Regions from separate parts of the Capra hircus genome. Here region 1 is linked to region 2. The links are chromatin contacts, called in public Hi-C maps. All regions are on one chromosome and are shown on one strand. The core of a region is the stretch at or near the end of the contact, and the rest is flanking DNA. Distances in the headings are between cores, read along the strand shown. Region 1 holds the start of BCL2L11 (bcl-2-like protein 11). Region 2 overlaps LOC102171344 (a long non-coding RNA gene).

What was found. A called contact is a pair of places that touch in the nucleus more often than the background predicts.
Region 1: a Hi-C map of blood shows a contact between it and region 2, with 3 times the contacts expected there. The contact joins the promoter of BCL2L11 here to the enhancer-like site in region 2. A contact is called at or near these places in 2 of 5 Hi-C or Micro-C datasets (both in blood).

The regions. Positions count from the first base shown.
Region 1 is chr11:1,115,757-1,119,216 of ARS1.2, reverse strand. It overlaps BCL2L11 (bcl-2-like protein 11), which reads left to right and starts at 2,014. Exons shown (of 4, transcript XM_018054810.1): 1 at 2,014-2,281.
Region 2 is chr11:758,476-761,973 of ARS1.2, reverse strand. All of the region lies in intron 1 of LOC102171344 (a long non-coding RNA gene), which reads right to left. Among named protein-coding and RNA genes, the nearest start is that of TRNAW-CCA, 200 kb to the right of the region's middle. Within about 2 kb of position 2,198, at least 2 of the 5 cell types and tissues checked have an H3K27ac peak or open chromatin away from gene starts, as enhancers often do.

The DNA of each region.
Region 1 (3,460 bases), core at 765-3,264, 360 kb before region 2:
CCCTCCCCTAGGCTGGGGCTCTGCGGGAGAGGGCGTGAAGCGCCGACGTCAGGCGCTTGGTCAAAGCTCCTCAGCACAGTCTGGGTTGCGCGAACTGCCACCTCCGAGCCGACCGCCTGCTTGTGGCCCAAATAAGAGCATGTAGCCGGCTGCTTTCTCCGACTCCTTTTTTTTTTTTTTTTAAACTGTTCACAGGGTCACCAGAGCAGACGACGCGGGGGCGGCGGAGCTGCACAGAAGCAAAAAACAACCATCGGGGTTTCTTCTGTGTGGTTCTTTTCCGGTCCCTGTCTTCATCGTCCAACCCCACGGAGAGCGTGGAGCACTCGGGCGCGCAGCGGGTTTGGGGCTCCTCTCGGGCACAGAAGGTTGGTCTCTTTTCCCCGAGTGCCGCGATAGGAGGTTAAGGCGCAGAGTTTGCCTGCGGCCGCCACCTGTTAGGCACTGATGGCAGTTCCAAGCTGCGGACACCCGCGCGCGTCCTTTCCCTCCTGCAGCGAAATCCCGGGGTGGAGCCCGGCGCGCGTCCTCCAGCCCCTCGGCCTCCTTCACCTCGCTCAGGACTCTCGGGAGGATGCGCTGAGAAACCTGGGGCTGTGCTGTTAATGTTCCGCATTTGCTTATAAAACATAAAAACTGACCAAGGTGGCTAGACGGCGGGATCATTCCTCGCTGATTTGCTTCTCTGCACCGAGACATTCATCTGGGGTTCGGGTTAGGGAGGCCCCTAAATTGAGTCTGTAATCCATCTAGCCTGATCTCTCCCGCGGCGGGATGTTCCATCTCCTAACCGATTTGCCCTCCACTACTCCGGCTGCGGGCGTCTCAAAACTAGGGGAGCCCAGGGAAGGGCGGAGGTGGGGATGCAGGATGCGTACTGAAAGGGCCGTAGGCGTGCGGACCACGGCGTTCACAGACTTTGGTCTTCCGGGGAAGGAGTGGAGTGGGGCTTCGGATTCTAAAGACAAGGGGACGGGGAAGCGCAGGGAGGAGGAGTAGGGGTATATTGCGCTCTCCCTGCTGCTCTCTACGAGCCCTCCGAGGCTCTCGGCGCTGCCTTCTCTGACCTTAACACGCCAGGGGACCATTCCTGGACGGTCCTCTGAGAGCCCAACAATTCTCGAGGACCCAACCAAGTGGAGGCACCATCCCATCTCCTATCTGGAGGCCACGACTCTTCCCAGTCCTTTTTTCTTAAAAGGATCTTTAAAGATTTTTTCATTTCCCTATTTCACCTGCTCAGCGTTCACTCCCAGTCTCGCAGCGGGGCTGCGGAAAAACGCATCCGGGGATCGCCCTGGGTCCTTTTCTTATCTCCCCATTACAGGCTTTACCTTTTACCAGGGGAGATTTGGCGCGGTAGAAAAGCTGGATGCAGCTTGGGGTGGCTTTAGAGAGGGCGCCTGAGTACCGCGTTAGGCGAGAGAGAGGAAGATGCGCAGTCGGCAGATGGGGGTCCAGCGCGGAGCCCCCTCATCTGGAAGGGAGAAGAACTAAAGAGACACCCCTCTCACCCTTGGACCTGCGCGTTCCCGAGGACCCACCCAGTCTCGGCGCCTGCCCCAGGACAGCTCAGAAGGGAAACTCCCGAGGCAGAGCCAAGGCTCAGGGGCGCCTCTTGAGGCTTTCCGCGGGCGGCAGAGGCCGGGCCTGGCTCAGAGTGTGCCCGGAGCGCCCCCTCTGTTCCACTCGCACGCCTTGGCCACCAGTGAATTGCGGAGGGTGTGGGGAGGAGAGAGTGCACTTTGGGATGGGGGATGGGGGCGCGCAGAGCAGTCCGTAGCCCAAGTCTCCCGGGTAAACACGCCCGGCAGGGGCAGGGCCGGCGGCGCGCGCAGCGGGGAAGTCGGCGGGGACGCCCCCTCCTTTACCTGTCCGAGCCTGCACGCGCGGGCGGCCGCGGCGCAGCGGGGGCGGGGCTTGCCAGCCCGCGCGCCAGGCGGGACTTAGCGGGGGCGGAGCCCACGGTGATTGGGCCCGGACCTGGGGCCACCAGCCTGAGCTGGGCAGCAGAGCCGCGCAGGTTTCACTTCGCTCCAAGCAGCCGCCAGGTCTCGGTCCTGCAGGAGCGCTCTGTCCCACTTCGCCGTCGCCGCCGCGGTCCTCGGATTCTCGCAACCGCCCTGCGCACCCTGCCCTCTGCGGCCAGCACCGTTTCAGGCTGCTTGGGTTAGCCTCGCTCTCGCCGCCGCCGCCGCAGCCGGTGCCACCGCCTCGGTGCCGTTCCCCTGGCCCTCGCCCCCCAATGTCTGACCCTAATTCACGAACTGAGAAACGCAAGGTAAATACTTTCGAGTCCCGGGGAGCAGGCCGGGTACGGATGGAAGATTGCCGCGGGAGCCAGCACGGCGCCACCTCCAGCCCGCTTCCCGCGCACGTGCGGTTAGAGGCGCGCGTCCTCGTCCGGCGTGTTGTCGGGTGGGAGGCGGTCACCGGTGCGGGTCGAGTTCGTGCCGCAGGCAGGGGAGGGTCGTCCGCACTGAGGCTGCGAGCACTTAACGGCTCGGGCGGGGATGCGGCGCACCGGGATGGTGAAGCCTCTCCGGGCCGGCTGGGGGAGGCAGCGCGTGCGCCCCGCGCTGACTGGGGAGCTGGGGGCAGCCGCGCCGGACCAGGCTGACCGCCCGCCCGTGAAGTCTCGCCCGCCCGCCAGGTCCGACGGGTCCTGAGTAGCGGCCGCGAGATAACCAGCCGGTTTCGCGTCTCGGCTTTTTTTGGGGACGCAGGCTCGTTGTGAAGGATTTATGGAACAGCGACGGTGATTAAACTGACGGGACTCGACTTTTCTTTTTACTCATTCAGGCCGAAGTTTTGGGCTGCTGCTGCGTTCGTCCTCTCTCTGGGACGTTTTGGGGGTCCTGCCCCGTCTGCGGGCGCTCTGCGGACGATGCCCAACGCAAGATCCACAGACAGCCAGAGACAAGAGGGCCTCCCCCGACCGCCGGGGCACGCGGTGGACGAGCCGCTGGCTGTAGGACCGGCCCGGTCCCGTGGGGCCCGATCCTCTTAGCGATTCGGGTGTGCTCACTCGCCGCTCGATCCACTCGCAGTCCTGGCTGGCTGGCTAGCTGCACCGTGCCCTCGGGGGCCTGTTACTCGGGGTTGGCGCAGGTAGTGGAATGCCCACTGGACCCCGGCGCTGGGGGTGTGGATATATTTCTTGTCGGTGGTCGCGGATGTGCGCGTCGGTGGCCATTTGGTGCGTGTCCCGTGGCGCATGGGGAGAAAGAGGGAGGAAGTCGGAGGAGGATGGGGGCTTCGGCTGGGGAGAGGGTGGCCTTTAGGGTGCCCACCCCAGCGGGCCTGCACTGGGGTCGGCGGCCGGGGCTGGAGTCTGGGGCCGGCTCTGCGGGTTCTGTTTTGTCTCCAGGTGACCGGCTCTCGGGGGCGGCGGGAGCTGCAGAGGCGGGCGCGGCGCCAGGACTGACGGAGGGGAGGGGCAGGTTTGGCTGGGCAGCCC
Region 2 (3,498 bases), core at 949-3,448:
TTCTGATTTGGCCCAATTAACTGAAGGCTCTCTGAATTATCTGAAGGGAGAGATTACAGAGTCTATATATTTACATATATTTATAGAAGAGATTGGATCTTTCAGACCAACAATCAAACACCAAAATCTAGAATTACACCATCAAAGTCCTCCACTGTTTCCTTTTTTGGACAAAATCTAATTGCTGGTGGTACACTGCTCGGTGCGAAGTCCGGACAATCGATGAGCCAAGTTAGCCACCTGGCCCCACCAGACCAAGCTTTATCACACCGTAGGTTTTTGAAATCATCAAGTCACCAGACCACACACTTCACGAAAAGAAAATACCAATATTTAAAACGAAAGCTTTATCGACTTCGGCCTAAAGCTGGTAAAATGACCTTCAGGAGATGTCAAAGTGAAACTGATCAAATTCATTTTCAATCCCTCCTAAAATACAAAATGTCAAAAATATAAATAGGCTGATCAGACTCAGGGTGCCGATGTTCGAAAATGACTCAAACAGCATCGTCAGGGAAAGTCCTGCAATTTCATAACAGGGCCCTTACAAACTGGTTGTTCCACCAGGTTGCATTTGAGGGGTGATCGTGCCCAAACTTGCATGTCTGGATGCCAGAATCTGGAGGGAGCGCTGACCCTCACAGGACTCTGGGGTAGATATTTCATGCCACACACGTCCCTCCACTACCAAATATCGTGACAGAGAGGGAACGAGTGCTTCAAAAATACCTCTGGCTCACAAATGACGGCCAGTCAACTCACATTTGACTGTGAAAGCCACAGCGGGGAGAAGAGGTCTAAACTGGCTAGTGGGGAGGCAGAGGGGTTCTGCTCTAGAACCCTTGGCGTCTGTGGGTGAGTAGATTATTTTCTAGTGAGTAAGACTGAGATCAGTGAAAATGCTCAGCGCTGCAGATACGGATTACTTATCTGCTCTCTAACCTTCAAGCCATCTAAGAAAAGACTCAATAAATCAGGAGCCCAAAGAAGCAAAAGCACCCTGATGGGCCCTGCAGAGTATTTTCACCTGACTGCTTTTGAACTGAATTCTAACTGCTTCTGTTCACAGACACTGTAGGGGTCTGGCCTCCTACGTGTTTAGACACTTTGTTGCTGGGACATTCTATCTGCTGACAGGGGCTAACTTAGGTGGATACAGTTCTTGACTCTGAACAGAAAATCAAATGTTAAAAATAGCATGAAACCTACTGTACAGCAGAGGGAACTCTGCTCAATGTTGTTTGGCAGTCTGGACAGGAGGGCAGTTTGGGGGCATGGATATGACTTCCTTTGCTGTTCACCTGAATCTATCACAACGTTGTTAATTGGCTATACCCCAATAGAAAATTAAAAGTTTAAAAAAAAATGACTGTAAGAGAGCTGAATGCCTATGTACTCAATATAAAATGTTCAATGTCTTAGGGAAATCCACTAACCACCGTATCCAGGAACAGTGATCACTGCCCTCCAAGAAACTGGTTAATCCTGTCAAAATCAGGTTTCTTTGCCCTAAAATGTCCTTCAAACACCAAACTCCACAAGGAGACATTTGCCCCTCTAGAATCTTTCTCCAGAACCAAAGAGAATGTCACACACACACACACACACACACACACACACACACACACACACTCTAGTTCTCCCAAGAGGGCTAAGCCCAGAAAAGACCTCATGGGATTACTAACTGGTGAGATCCTACCAGGTTCAGGGTGAAAGATGGGATTTATTTCCTCTCTCCCATTTTTAAAATTAAATTTACTTTTTAATTGGAGGAAAATTGCTCTACAGTGTTGTACTGGTTTCTGCCACACAACAACACGAATCAACCACAGCTATACATATATCACCTCCCTCTTGAGCCTCTCTCCCCTTCCTCCTCATCCCACCCCTCTAGGTCATCACAGAGTGCCAGGCTGGGCCCCCTGCGCTATACAGCAACTTCTTACCAGCTATCTATTTAGCAGATGATGGTACATATACGTCAATGCCACTTTCTCCGTTTGTCCCACCCTCTCTGCTGTATTTACAAGTCCATTCTCTACATCTGTGTCTCTCGCCCACTTTCCTAGATTCCACATTTATGCGTTGATACACATTTGTTTTTCTCTTTCTGCCTTACTTCACTCTGTATAACAGGCTCTACATTCACCCGCTTCACTGCCTCTGACTCACTACCACTCCCCCTCCCATTTTCTGGCATTCACAGCAGCAAGCACTTATTCAAATGGCCTGGGAGCTCCAGGGCTGGGATCCCTGGGGCGGGGTCTGGGCACTTGGCACTTCCCCCTCTTACCTTGCCGGGCGCACGTTCCTGTGACGGCATACCTATCTTTTCCTTCTAGTCTTTAGCACTGAGTCTCACTTAATGAGTGCAGAAACAGGCAAGACAGAGGGCCAGGTCTGGGACCCGCAACGGTCTGCGTGGTGCAGCACCAGCCGCGGTCCAAGCCTGACGGTGAGAGCAGGCGCCGGGGAGTTTAGAACGAGCCCCGGGCAGCGGAGGATAACAGCCCGAGCGATGGTGGGGCTCCTCTGTGGGGGGGCTCCCCCGGGCAGGGGCTGGGGCCCTGAGCATGCTCAGGACAGCCTGGCCTGCCTCCCGCTAGCACCCCGATTCTCTCGGCGCCCCTCCCGCAGCTCTGCATCTCTGTGTCTTGCTGGCACCCCCAGCTACAGTGACACCACGGTGGGGGCAAATCCAAAGGCTAGAGGGTCTAAAACTCCAGGCTCTGCGAACCCTCACACAGTATGGGGAAGCCCCAAGAGGCAGAGAAACAAGTACAGGGTTAGAAGAAGCAAGGTGACATTACACTGTGGCTGATGACTGTCCCCCCCAAGACCAGAACATCTCAACACCTCCCCTGTCTAGCTTCTGCTTGCCCCAGGGGAGGGTCCCAGACCCCAGTTCACACAGTGCCAGCAATTGCTAAGGGCAGAGGACCTAGGGAGGTGAGGGTTACATTCAGGAGAATTCACTGTTGCCCTTCGTCTTATCACAGATCCTGAAACTAACTATTGCCGTGATTATTCAAGTCCCCTTTTGAGAAAAGGAGAACAAGATTCAGGTTTTCTTAACAACTTGTTTCAGTGGCAACAGACCAAGGAGCTGACTTAAAGACAAACAAAGTTTGCACATTCCTATTAAATTGTTTGCTCTTGGTTCTTTAAAACACACACACACGCACACACACACACCACACTCTGTCTCTCTCAGGAACACACACAAACGAATATTCAGGGGAAATGAAGAACCCTCATGTACTCAGGATAAGGAGCAAAGAAAAAAAATTTTTTTTCCATAGGAATGGCCTTACTTTCACATCCTTAAAATTCTACAACCAGGTTCAGAGCAAATAAAGAGGAAACCGCTGAAAAGTCTGAGAGGGCCCCACAGATCTTGAAGGCTGAGGCCTCACTGGGAGGCAGGCAGATGCAGAGCCGGTTCCAGCAGCCCAACTGGTTCATTTCTTTTTTAACACCACCACCTACAGGGGCTGC